Regions from separate parts of the Sus scrofa genome. Here region 2 is linked to region 1. Evidence: chromatin contacts called from public Hi-C data. All regions are on one chromosome and are shown on one strand. The core of a region is the stretch at or near the end of the contact, and the rest is flanking DNA. Distances in the headings are between cores, read along the strand shown.

Region 1 (7,076 bases), core at 1,729-4,228:
GCTGCAGTGAACATAGGGGTGCATATATCTTTTTGAATGAAAGTTTTGTCTGGATATATGCCCAGGAGTGGGATTGCTGGATCACACGGTAGGTCTAGATTTAGTTTTCTGAGGTCCCTCTATACTGTTTGCCATAGTGGTTGTACCAATTTACATCCCCACCCACAGTGTAGGAAGGTTCTCTTTTCTCCATACCCCCTCCAGCTTATGTTATTTGTAGGCTTATTAATGAGAGTCATTCTGATTGGTGTCTTACAGATTTTTTTTTTTGTCTGTAGTTTTCTTTTCTTTTTGTCCCAAGCCTTGGCATGCAGAAGTTCCCTCTCCAGGGATCAAACCTATGCCACAGCAGACACCAGATCCTTAACTGCAAGGCCACTAGGGAACTCCTATAATTTTGTCATTTATAAAATATTAGAAAAATAGGGAGTTCCCGTGGTGGCGCAGTGGAGACAGATTCGACTAGGAACCATGAGGTTGTGGGTTCAATCCCTGGCCTGGCTCTGGGTTAAGAATCCAGCATTGCCGTGAGCTTTGGTGTAGGTTGTGGACACAGCTCAGATTTGGCATTGCTGTGGCTCTGGAGTAGGCTGGTGGCAAGAGCTCCAATTAGACCCCTAGCCTGGGAACCTCCATATGCTGCGGGTTCGGCCCTAAAAAGACAAAAGACTATGTATATATATACACATAGAAAAATAGAATTGGTTACCATTTCCCCTTTGGAGGTTGACTATTTGACCTTGTGAAATAATAGAAAATATATATTGGTCTTTGCCCCCAGTTCCTGGAACAGATCTCTTGAAACCCTTGTAATTCCTCCATGATAAAAGCACTAGGAGTATCTCTCGTTCTATGCTCGCGACTCTGGGTGGCCTCCTGGATGGGGGTTGGTCACCAAACCGACCAAGCAACGTTGAGAAGCTTGCAATTTTTCACCCCACGCTCCATCCTCTAGACGGGAGAAGGGCTAGGAATGGAGTTACTAACTAAACATGCATCGCATGAGAAATGCTCCATAAAATCCCAATAGTAGTGGCTTTGGAGAGGTTCCTGATGGGTGAACACATTCCAGTACTAGGAGAATCACACCCCCCCATCTCCATGGGGACAGAAGCTCCTGTGCTTAGGCCTCTCCTACATCTCACTGTGTGTATCTCTTCACCAGGCTGTTCATCTCTATGCTTTATTCATATTTTTTAATGAACTGGTAAACAAGCGTTTTCTTGAGTTCTGTGAGCCACTCTAGCAAATTAACTGAATCCAATGAATCTGCTATTTAGTTGTTATACTAATGTTATTTTCTCAACTTGCCAAAATACCATGGTTATATAAAATATTCACATGATAGGAAGTCAAATCAAGGTATATATGCACTCTTAATAGTACTTTGTGACTTTCAATGTAAATCTAAAATTTTCCCAAAATAAAAGTTTATTTAAAATAGGAAAAAAAATAGGTAGTATATTCTTCGCCAATTATATCTCAGCATAACTGTAAAACATAGGTATAATCTAATGTTATCCCTTGATGTCTCATCTTGGGTATATGCCTAGGAGTGGAAATGCTGGATGACATGGCAACTCTTTTTAGGTGTTTGTTTCCTAGGCTAGGTGTCAAACTGGAACTACAGCTGTTGGCCACAGCCACAGCAACGCCAGATCCCAGCCATGTCTTTGACTTGCGCCACAGCTCATGGCAATGCCGGATCCTCATAGAGACTAGTTGGATTTGAGCCACAAAGGGAAATCCTGTTTGTTTTTTTAATGGTACCCACAGCCTATGGAAGTTCTGGGGCCAGAGGTTGCATCCAAGTGGCAGCTGCAACCATGTGGGATCCTTTAACCCACTGCGCTGGGCTTGGGGTCTAACCTGCACCTCTGCAGCAGGCAGGGTGCAATTACATTCTTCACCCACTCGCCATAGCAGGAGTTACTATTTTTAGTTTTTTGAGGAACTTACATTCTGTTGTCCATAGTGGCTGCACCATTGTACATTCCCATCAACACATAGGAACTGTTGCCTTTCTCCACACGCCCTCCAGCCTATGTTATTTGTAGACTTTATAAGATGGTCATTCTGACTTTGTGAGGCGGTCTTTCATTGCAGGTTTGATTTGCAATTCTCTGATTATTAGTGATGACTGTACTTCCCCGAGGTCCCAATCCCAGTCAAAATTTAGGCTTGTCTCAGCTCTCTCTTTTCCTCTAGAATGTCATCACCTGTTTCACACTGCCAGTTTTTAAAAAAAATCTTATTCGGGCCTTAAAAGCTGCTTCCTGGAGTTCCCGTCGTGGCGCAGTGGTTAACGAATCCGACTAGGAACCATGAGGTTGCGGGTTCGGTCCCTGCCCTTGCTCAGTGGGTTAAACGATCCGGCGTTGCCGTGAGCTGCGGTGTAGGTTGCAGACGCGGCTCGGATCCCACGTTGCTGTGGCTCTGGCGTAGGCCGGTGGCTACAGCTCCGATTAGACCCATAGCCTGGGAACCTCCATATGCCGCGGGAGAGGCCCAAGAAATAGAAAAAAAAAAAAAAAAAAAAAAAAAAAAAGCTGCTTCCTGCAAGAAATTTACCTCCAAATCTTTCTGCGGATGTCCGATTACCTTTTCTTTTTCCAGAGTTCATTTTCTGCTGCTACACCAGCAGTTTAACTCTTTGTCAGTTTCTAAACCCGACCCCAATATAAAGTATAAAATAAAGGCCACCGGGATATTCCTTTACTGCTCAGTCCCCAAGGCGAAGTTTAAGTAGCTCCATACTTTCTTTAGAAACCTCGCGTTTCTGAAAATCGGCTCATTTCCTAAAGTGTGGACGTGGCAAAAAATGAGATTAAATTCAGCGGCTTCTCACTTTCCCAGCCACCCCAGGTTCCCTCCCGGAAGCCCGCACCCTCGGCCTTTTGTACGTAAAGTGTCCCAACGTGGCCGCCCACTGGCGCCCCGGCGACCGGGCGCAGACATATTGCCTTTCTAGGAACTACCGGAAACCCGTTCTTCCGCGTTTCCACAAACGTCTCAGACCCAATTCAGCCGCCGTAGGTGGACGGAAAATGTGTGCGACAGCCAAGTAGAAGCGGTTCTTGGAAGGTGTTAGGTTTAGACTCCTCTTGCTGGCTGGAGAAAATCCGGTCAGTGTGTGCATTTGTCCCTTGAAGTTTTGTGTGTGTGTGTGTGTGTGTGTTTTGACCCATAGAAGGTTTGTCTCTTACAGGGTGATGTCAACGCATAGGGTGGACGCCGTGTAATGTGGACTTAACGGAACAATTGCCGAGTCTGGTGAGAATCACCAAAGTAGAAGTATTTGAGAGTAACCGGGACCCGTCTGTCTGTGGTTGGAGTACCTTGCGGAGGGTGGTCTTTAGAACGATTAAGAATTTGTGGAGATCAGCAACCAAGTCCGGATCAGCAGGGTATGGGGGTCTTTGCAAATCACTTTGTTAAGGGTGCAGGTCGTATTTATGATGAACACAGGTTTTGGTTGAGGTTCGAGAATTAATATGGGGTTCGGTGTTATTGGTGCTTCCTTGGATGGTCATCTAATGGGTGTCTGGTCCAGATTTCGGATTAACAAGGGAGTGTGTAGTCCGTGTCTGTCGTACAGAGAAACTTGCTAGGTTTGGGCGCCTAGGATTCCTGGCTGTTAGTTGGGTTGAGGTTCCAACCTCGACCGCTGGGTACCAAGGCGGTATTCTGGGAGCAGCAGTTTGAAACTGCCTGGTTTTTAGCCTTGTGTTCGGGGCTTAAGTAACTGCTGACCCAGGGACTAATCCAGCCACGCCCATCCGTTGTGTTTCTCTTTGGCTGCTTTCGCCCTGCAAAGGTAGAATTGAGTTCTCAGGACAGATTTCAACCTTCATAGTAGAAACGTATACTGTCTATCCTTTTGCAGAAAATGCTTGCCAACACCTGCCCTCATAGCAATGAATAGTGTTGCTTATTTGCCCGATGTACATTCGCGCTTTCTTCTTCTTCTTTTTTTTTTTTTTTTTTTTTGGTCTTTTTGCTTTTTCTAGGGCCGCTCCAGCGGCATATGGAGGTTCCTAGGCTAGGGGTCTAATCGGAGCCATAGCCACTGGCCTATGCCAGAGCCACAGCAACGCGGGATCCAAGCCGCGTCTGCGACCTACACCACAGCTCACGGCAACGCCGGATCTTTAACTCACTGAGCAAGGCCAGGGATTGAACCCGCAACCTCATGGTTCCTAGTCGGATTCGTTAACCACTGCGCCACGACGGGAACTCCTCACACTTTCTTCTTTACTGACAGAATTTTCATTTTATTCATTTATTTTTTGTTTTGTTTTTCATATAATACTGGTACCATTATCTCTCCCCCCTCCCTTTTTTGCTTTTTTATTTTTATTTTTTTGCTTTTTTAAAGGCCTGCACCTGTGGCATATGGAAGTTCCCAGGCCAGAGATCCAGTCAGAGCTGCAACTGTCTGTCTACACCACAGTCACAGCAATGTCAGATCCGAGCCACATCTGAGAAGGTGTGTGGTTGTAGGCCAGCAGCTGTAGCTCTTATTTGATGCCTAGCCTGGGAGGTTCCATATGCCCCAGGTTTGGCCCTGAAAAGAAAAATACATCAATGAATAAATAAATAAAAATAAAAAAGAATTGTGCCAAAATATTTATCAAAGTATTTGTGCAGTTCCTCCCGCAACATATAATTTGCTTTATAGCCTGCTTTATGTGGCCTGTTGAACATTCTTTTCCACATCCCAGTATTATTGAGAGATTCTCCTGTGTTATCCCTTACAAGTTTTATGGATTTGCCTCACTCATTGAGACTGATAGTTCTCTGGCTACATGATTTTTGTGTATGTTGTGAGGTGGGGTGCCACGTTTTTCTCCCCGTCCCCAACCCCAGCGTGAATATCTGATTGTCCCTGGACCATTTCTTTAAAAGACATCCTTCTATTCTCCGTAGTGCTGCTTTGATTGTCAAGTCTTTATATAGGCAAGAGTCTTTATAAGCATTTTATTGTTCATTTGTTCTACTTATCTTTGTACTAATATTATACTGCCATAATTAAAGTAACTGCCAGAAGTAAAGTCTTCATAATTGAGCAGTTCTCTCAGTTTTTTTTAAAAGATGGGTATACTTATCAGTTTAGTTTCTGATTGGGGTTTCCTTGGATTTTTATATATATTTGAGAGACGTGACATCTTTTTTTTTTTTTTTTAATTTTATGGCCTCACCCACTGCATATAGAAGTTCCTAGGCCAGGGACTGAATCAGAGCCACCGCTGTGACCTACACTGCAGCTGTGGCAATATTAGATCCTTTAACGTTGTGCTGGGCCAGGGATCAAACCCACAGCTTCTCAATGACCAGAGCCACACAGTCATATTCCTAGCCCACCAAGCCACAGTGGGAACTCCCATGACATCTTTACGATGTTTGATTTTCTTAGTAATCTTTATAGTTCATATTTCCACTTATTTAAGTCTGTTAAAATTTCTCTCAGCATGCCTGCTTAGTATCAATTATTTATTTATTTTTTTGTCTTTTTGTCATTTCTAGGGTCGCACCCGTGGCATATGGAGGTTCCCAGGCTAGGGGTCTATTCGGAGCTGTGGGCACTGGTCTTTGCCAGAGAAACAGCAACGCGAGATCCGAGCCACGTCTGCAACCTACACCACAGCTCACGGCAACATTGAGCAAGGCCAGGGATCGAACCCGAAACCTCATGGTTCTCAGTCGGATTCGTTAACCATGAAGCACAAGGGGAACTCCCAGTATCAAATATTTTTGACAGTCTTCAAAATGATATTTATAAATTTTGTTCTTTGGTGGCCTGTTTGTTCTGTCAGAGAGGTGTCTTCAATCTTCTACAGGTAGTCTGGATTTAGTTTTTTTTTTTTTACTTTTTTCCCCACTGCACCTTCGACATGTGGGAGTTCCCAGGCCAAGTACTGAACTCACACCACAGCCACAGCTTGAGCCACTGCAGTGACAACGCCGGCTCCTTAACCAGCTGCGTGACAGGGGAGCTCCCTGGATTTGTTTATTTCTTCTTCTGGTCCATTTTTGCTGTATACTTTTCGGGGCTATATTGTTAGATGCGTAGAAAATTTGGAAAATTTTTATAATGTGCTGAATTGAACCTCTTACTAGTGAACATCGTTTTCTTTCTCTGAAGTAATTTTTTCGGCTTTTTGGTTCCTTTTGTCTCAGACCGTAGTTACGCCAGGTTCTCTGTTGCTACTCTTTCCATGGTTTATCTTTTCTTAACCTTCTCCAGCTTTCCATATCATTGTGTTTCAGGCACGTCACCTAAAATAGTAGTCTGTCGGGCTGTACATTTTATTTTATTTATTTTTTGGGGGGCATGCACCCTTGGCATATGCAGGTTCCCAGCCTAGGGGTCTAACCAGAACTGCTGGCCTATGCCACAGCCACAGCAAAATCCGAGCTGTGTCTGCCACCTACACCACAGCTCACAGCAACGTTAGATCCTTAACCTGCTGAGCAAGGCCAGGGATTGAACCTGCAACCTCATGGCTCCTAGTTGGATTCATTTCCCCTGCACCATGACAGGAATTCCAGGGCTGTACATTTTAATCCAGTCTGACAGGTTTGGAGTGTTTGTATTGGTGTAATTAACTGGCTTCCTTGTTCTGTTTAGACATAATGTAATTCTCAGTATTTTTTTTTAACACAGTCATCTAAGTGCACTGTGTTTGCCCTGCTTACTCTCTATTCCTTGTTTTCTCTCCCTCCTTCCCCCTCCTTCTCCCTTCCACCGCCCCCGCTGTTTTGAGTGAATTTCGTCTTGTTATATTGCCCACTTGTGGTATGAACAAAATTATGTACTTTGAGACAGTTTGGAGTTTTCATCATGACACTAGCGGTTTTTTGTTTTTTGTGTTTTTTTTGCATGGAAGTTTTTTTTGTCAAAAGCTTCCATTGTTAGCACTTTCACACTCTTCTCTGACAGTACTGGGCGGCTTCGAGCATCTCAAATTCATTTACCACTGTCCCAAGGATACTGTGTACTTCTTAACAATGTATTTAAAACCTCCTAAGATATGACCCGTGTTGCTTATCGAGAACACTTCTGCTTTGCCCGG
Region 2 (7,076 bases), core at 1,275-3,774, 81 kb before region 1:
CTCTGTTATTTCAAGAATTCTATTAAAATGGAATCATACAGTGTGTAACCTTTGGGGTCAGATTTATCTCACTTAGCAAATTGCCCTTAAGATTCATCCAGTTTGTTGGGTGTATAGTTTTACTTTTTGTTGCCAAATAATATTCTTCTGTATGGAGGTACATGGTTTATTTGTTCACTGTTGACAGATGTTTAGGTGGTTTCCAGTGTTTCACTGTAAAAAATAAAAATCTTTGAAGATTTGTGGACCCAGTTTTATGTGAACATAAGTATTTGTTTCTTTGAGATAAATACCCATGTTTGTGTCTAGCTTTATAAGAAATGGCCAAACTTTTCCAGTGACTGTACTAATTTACATTCCCATCAGCAGTGTATGAATGCACCAGCTGCTCCCTGTCTTTTTTAGCACTTGGCACTATCATATATATATATATATATATATATATATATATGGCACTATTATATATATTTTACAGCTGCATCTGCAGCTTATAGAAGTTCCTGGTATAGGGGTCAATCAGAGCTGCAGTCGGAAGCCGACATCACAGCCACGGCAACACCAGATCCACACCGTATCTGCAACCTGTAGCAAAGCCAGATCCTTAACCCACTGAGTGAGGCCAGGGATCAAACCCGCATCCTCACGGGGACAACATCAGGTCCTTAACCCACTGAGCCACAACAGGAACCACAACAGGAACCCGTGGCACTGTCATATTGGATTCCAGCCATCCTATCAGGTGTGTGGTAGTATGTAAGGATGGCCTTAACTGACATTTCCCTAACAGCAAATGATACTCAGCACTTCTACATACATTGAGAAGCATATCATGTTACTTCCAGCCATCAGGCATAATTATAAAAACTCAAAAGGAGACTAGGCTATTATATTTGATATATTTACCCTCCCCATGCCTTTTTCTTCATCCCTGATGTCACATATGTTTCTGTTTTTGCCTTTTTAGAACTTTTATCAGATCTCTTTGAGTAGTTCTGCTGGCAACAAATTCTAGGTTTTATTATCAGTGGAGTTCTTCCTTTCGTCTCTATCCAGAATTATTTCCTTTGACATCCTTTGACATAATAAAGATATTTAAGAGTTCCCTGGTGGCCGGATAGGTAAGGATCTGGCATCATCACTGCTGTGGCTTGGGTCACTGCTGTAGAATGGGTTGATCCCTGGCCTAGGCATATCTGCATGCCAGGGGCACAGCCAAAAAAAGGGAGCATATTTTAATATTTAATCCAGTTTAAAGTGGTGAGTTCTGCTTTTAGCAAAAAAAAAAAAAAAAAAAAAAAAAAAAATCCCATATAGTGTTGTGGCACTATTCAATCCCCAGCTCTGTGCTGAGTAATTCATTCCTTTAAAAAATGTTTTTATTTTATTTTTTATTTTTGTCTTTTGTCTTTTTAGGGTCTCACCCTCGGCATATGGCGGTTCACAGGCTAGGGGTCTAATAAGAGTTGTAGCCACCAGCCTACACCACAGCCACAGCAATGCCAGATCCTTAACCCATTGAACAAGGCCAGGGATCAAACCTCATGGTTCCTAGTTGGATTTGTTTCCGCTGCACCACAATGGGAACTCCTAAAAATGTTTTGGATCCAGCTGGATGCAGCTCGGATCCAGTGTTGCTGTGTTTGTGGGTTAGCCCTCATATGCATCTCGGATTCGACCCCTAGCCTGGGAACTTCCATATGCCGATGTTCAGCTCTTAAAAAAAAAAAAAATAAAATGTTTTTTGAGCATTATTTTGCCAGGCTCTGCTTTTGTCTCTGGAGAGACTTCAGTGAACAAACAAGCAAAGTCATGGGCTTCATGGAACGTAAAGTCTCGTGAAGCCTCCTGAGTAAAACAGGAGAATGTCAGTTCTGAAAAATGCTATGGAGAAATTTTAAGCCTAGTATATGGGCTGTAATGGAGGAGCTTCATTTATTTTTGGAAGGAAACCCAGACATACACTTGCACCTTCACTTCATCACCCTGCCCACTAGAGGTTGCTCTGTATCCACTCCCATGTGGGTATTAGCATTTTTATCCAACTCTGCCTGGGCTTCGCCTTTTCTTTTTTCTTCTTCTTCTTTTTTTTTTTTTTTTTTTTTTTTTTTTGCTACACCCATGTGGCCTGCGGAAGTTCCCAGGCCAGGGATCGAACCTGCGCCACAGCAGCGACCTGAGCCACAGCAGTGATACCAGATCCTTAACCTGCTGAGCCACAACAGGAACTCAGCCTTCACCTCTTCAGTGGCTGTCTTGCTTCCTTCCCAAAGACCTTACCCACTCCACACACAACTGCTCTCTCCCCAAACCTAAGATTTTTAGTGACCACTGCTTTTATCAACTCTGCGGCCGCTGCCTTTCCAGTGATGTCTCGGCTTCTACCTTTTAAAATCTTTCCAGGTCTCCTAGGATCTGAGCCCTTTTCTGCCGTACAGACATGAGTCTTGTTCCAAGATGGCCGCGCCCATGGTACTCCATAGCGCTTCCGATCTGAAGTACACAAAGGGCGTCGCCATCTTTCTTGGTTCCCCAGCAGGCTGAACGAGCCATGTTGGCCTTGGAGAGGCATCTGCCTCCGAAATCTTACATTTAGTACATCACTGCTGACTGTCCCTCGCAACCAGGAGGTGAAAGCTTTGAGGCGGTCAGGAACGATTTCTCCCCACAGCCGTGATGGCCCCGCCCATCCAAACGTCAATGTGGGCGGGGCCGTGTTACGTCACAGAGCGGAGCCCGCAGTTGGAACTCGGAAACCCCGGCAACGCGCCAAGGTTCTCGTGGGATTCCCCGGTCCCAGGTGGTCAGCGTCTCTAGGGACCGCAAAGGAGGGCGTCCGGACAGAAAGTGGTTTTCTGGTCGTGGGCTCAGCCTTTCGTCGCTCCCAGTGGTACCTGAAGAGGTTGAGATTAGGTGAGTTGGATTCTGGGCTTGGATTCGTGGTCTGTGGGGTTCTATGAAGCTGAGCGTGTGTAAAAGACCGTAGTTTGGATTTTATTTAGATTCAGCCCCTGAGCGTTTGTGATGGAGCCTTTAGTAATCAGTGATTAAGAGTCTGAAGAAATCGTCGGCCGAGAGTCCGATTGGCACTATTTGAGGTCTACTTGGATCACTCTGCTTAAGAGACTCAGTGGTTGAAAAAGCGGTGGAAAGTTTGAACGCGGTGTCTGGTCTGGGTTCCAGATGTAACGTGGGACTCTGTTGAAGTCCGGGTTAGCGGGATGTCCTTGTTGGTTTCTTGGGCATGTCTGGAGTTTAATGTGGCATTTAATATAGGACTCAGTCAAGAGACTTGTGCCTGGCGCGCTCACTATTTGGGGAGGTTCAGGGCCCCCTGGAGAATCTGTAGGCTGGCTTAGGATCAGACTTTGAATGCGGGGAAACAGGCTTGAGGGCTGCATTTCTCCAGTTCATTCAAATACAATTCTCTCCTTCAAGTCTGCCCTCAAGGACTTGACTAAAAATTTTTTTTCTCTCTCACACTGCCGCGTTCAGCGCTGCAGGGCAACGGGGAAATCCTGGACTGTGGGGTCTAACAAAACACACGAGACTCTTTTACAGAAAGAAAGTGGGGGACCAGGAGGCCCTCCGTTCCACAGAACAGAGGCGCCTAGGCTTTAGTCCTCATGACTTGTATTAGGGAAGGTGACGTAGGTTCCTGAGCAAAATCAGGTGCAGGCAATGACAAAGCCATCTCTGAGTGAATAACAGAGGAAACGACTAGCAGCTAGTGACAGGTGCATCCCTCCAGGGCATCGTGCAGCTGCTCCTGGTTCATGTATGACTCCCTTATCTTGCGTTTGAAGGAGACCCTGTACCTGAGAACTCTGCGTCAGCAGTCCTTAGCTTGCTGTGCTTTTGCATGTGCGCCAAGTTTGCCTTCTGCAGAGTTCAGCAGTTCCGTGGTCTCCAACAAACAGCTCTGTAAGAAACTGCTGAACTGTCTTCCAAAGTGGCTGTACCGTTTTGCCATCGGCAATATGTTAGAGGGCCTATTGCTTCATATCCTCTGCAGCATTCGGTGTTTCCGTTTTTGAGTTTTGGCTATTCTAATAGATGGGCAGTGGTATCTCATTGTTCTAATTTGTAATTCCCTTATTACGTATGATGTGAAACATCTTTTCACATGCTTACTTGCTTTCCATGTATCTTCCTTGGTAAGGTGTCAGTTCAGGTCTTTTGGTCATTTTTCAATTGGGTTGTGTGTGTTTTTTTTTTTTCCTTAATTTTTTTTAATGGCCACACCCACCGCATATGGAAGTTCCTGAGCTAGGGATTGAACCTGTGCCTCTGCAGAGACCCAAGCTGTTGCCATCAGATTCTTAACCCAGTGCACCACAGTGGAAACTCCAGGTGGTATTTTCTTATTGTTAAGGGTTTTTTTTTTTTTTTTTTTGTCTTTTCTAGGGCCACACCCGCGGCATATGGAGTTTCCCAGGCTAGGGGTCGAATCGGAGCTGTAGCCACCAGCCAACACCACAGCCACAGCAATGAGGGATCCAAGCCATGTTTGTGACCTACACCACCAAAGCCAGATCCTTAACCCACTGAACAAGGCCAGGGATTGAACCCGCAGCCTCATGGTTCCTAGTCGGATTCATTAACCACTGCACCATGAGGAGAACTCCTTTACTGTTAAGTTTTTAAGAGGTCTTTGTATATTCAGGATAATAGTCCTTTATCAGATGTGCCTTTTGCAAATATTTTTTCCTAGCCTATGGCTTTTCTACCTAATTTCTTTTTTTTTTTTTTTTTTGTCTTTTGTCTTTTGTCTTTTTTTTTGTTGTTGTTGTTGCTATTTCTTGGGCCACTCCCCCAGCATATGGAGGTTCCCAGGCTAGGGGTCCAATCGGAGCTGTAGCCACCAGCCTACGCCAGAGCCACAGCAACGTGGGATCCGAGCCGCGTCTGCAACCTACACCACAGCTCACGGCAACGCCGGATTGTTAACCCACTGAGCAAGGGCAGGGACCGAACCCGCAACCTCATGGTTCCTAGTCGGATTCGCTAACCACTGCGCCACAACGGGAACTCCCTACCTAATTTCTTGATATAGTTTGTATTTTTGGCTATTATATTTAAATGTATTATCTATTTTAATTTAATTTTTTTATTTCATTTTTTTTCTTTGGGCTGCACCTGCAGCATATGGAAGTTCCCAGGCCAGGGGTCGAATTGGAGCTATAGCCATCAGGCTACGCCACACCCACAGCAACGCCAGATCTGACTCTGTGACATACACCACTGCTCACAGTAACGCCGGATCCTTTAACCCACTGAGCAAGGCCAGGGATCGAACCTGGGTCCTCATGGATACTAGTTGGTTTGTTACTGCTGAGCCACAATGGGAACTTTCTAATTTAATTTTTTAAATGTATGGTGTGAGGTAGCTGTTCCAGTATATTTCTTGGAAAAACCATTCTTTCCCTCATTGCTTTGTCTTGCACCTTTTGTTGAAAATCAGCTGACTATACTTGAATTTGTTTCTTAATTCTCAATTCTGTTGCACTGATTTATGTATCTATTGTTATGTCAGCTTAGTACCTGTCTTATTACTGTGGCTTTAAAGTAAATTTTTAAATAAATTAGTAAAAGCACTCACTAGTTTATAATTCTATTTTACAACTGGTCTGGAGTTCTAGATCCTTTGCTTTTTAATGCAAATTTTAGAATCAGCCTCTTGATATTTATAAAATTCCTGGTGTTCCCTTTTAAATATTTATTTATTTATTTATTGTCTTTTTAGAGCCATACCTGCAGCATATGGAATTTCCCAGGCTAGGGGTTGAGTTGGAGCTGTAGCTGCCAGCCTACACCACAGCCTCAGCAACGCTAGATCTGAGCCATGTCTGCGACCTACATACACTACAACTCATGGCAATGCCTGCCCCTTAACCCACTGAGTGAGGCCAGGGATCAAACCCAAGTCCTTACGGATACTAGTCCAGTTCATTACCGCTGAGCCACCATAGGAACTCCCCTGGCATGCCTTGGATATTGATTGCATTGAATCTCTGTCAGAAGAACTGCCCTCACCATATTAAATCTTCCAATCCATAGGCTTGGAATGTCTCTCCACTATTTATATCTCTAAATTTGTCTCGGAGGCCTTTTATAGTTGTCAGTATACAGGTCTTGCTTTTGTCTTTATTTTCTTTTTATGATTGTTTTCATTAAAAATTTTTTTTATGGAGTTCCTGTCGTGGCGCAGTGGTTAATGAATCCGACTAGGAACCATGAGGTTGTGGGTTCGGTCCCTGCCCTTGCTCAGTGGGTTAACGATCTGGCGTTGCCGTGAGCTGTGGTGTAGGTCGCAGACGCGGCTCGGATCTCGCATTGCTGTGGCTCTGGTGTAGGCTGGTGGCTACAGCTCCGATTGGACCCCTAGCCTGGGAACCTCCATATGCCGCAGGAGTGACCCAAGAAATAGCAAAAAGACCAAAAAAAAATTTTTTTTATTATAGTTGATTTACAACTATAATAAAATAGTTCTGTCAATTTCTGCTGTACAGCCCAGTGACCCAGTTAAACATACATATACATTCCTTTTCTTATAATATCTTTCATCATGTTCCATCACAAATGATTGGATATCGTTCCCTGTGCTGTACAGCGGGACCTCATTACTTACCCATTCCAAATGCAATGGTTTGCTTCTACTAACCCCCAACTCCCAGCCTATCTTGTTCCCTCCCCCTTGGCATCCACAAGTGTCTTCTCCATGTCCATGAATTTGTTTCTGTTCTGTAGATAGGTTCATTTGTGCCATATTTTAGATTCCACATATGGTTGATACCACATGGTATTTGTCTTTCTCTTTCTGACTTACTTCACTTAGTATGAGAATCTCCAGTTCCATCCATGTTGCTGGGAATGGCATTATTTTGTTCTTTTTTATGGCTGAGTAATATTCCACTGTATATATGAACCACATTTTATTAATCCATTCATCTGTTGGTGGACATTTAGGTTGTTTCCATGTCTTGGCTATTGTGAAGAGTGCTGCAGTGAACATAGGGATGCGTATATCTTTTTGAATGAAAGTTTTGTCTGGATATATGCCCAAGAGTGGGATTGCT

Evidence for each region. Hi-C and Micro-C count contacts between places; a contact is called where the count stands out from the background.
Region 2: a contact with region 1 is called in a Hi-C map of skeletal muscle, with 3 times the contacts expected there. The contact joins the promoter of ZNF614 here to the promoter of LOC100737585 in region 1. A contact is called at or near these places in 1 of 5 promoter capture datasets (liver), 4 of 47 Hi-C or Micro-C datasets (liver and skeletal muscle) and 1 of 2 datasets of contacts at active chromatin or transcription factors (alveolar macrophages).

Annotation. Positions count from the first base shown.
Region 1 is chr6:58,049,458-58,056,533 of Sscrofa11.1, reverse strand. LOC100737585 reads left to right here and starts at 2,978. Exons shown (of 14, transcript XM_013998720.2): 1 at 2,978-3,125; 2 at 3,209-3,407.
Region 2 is chr6:58,130,391-58,137,466 of Sscrofa11.1, reverse strand. ZNF614 (zinc finger protein 614) reads left to right here and starts at 2,524. Exons shown (of 3, transcript XM_021097260.1): 1 at 2,524-2,910. It overlaps ZNF432 (zinc finger protein 432), which reads left to right. Exons shown (of 5, transcript XM_021094922.1): 5 at 1-263.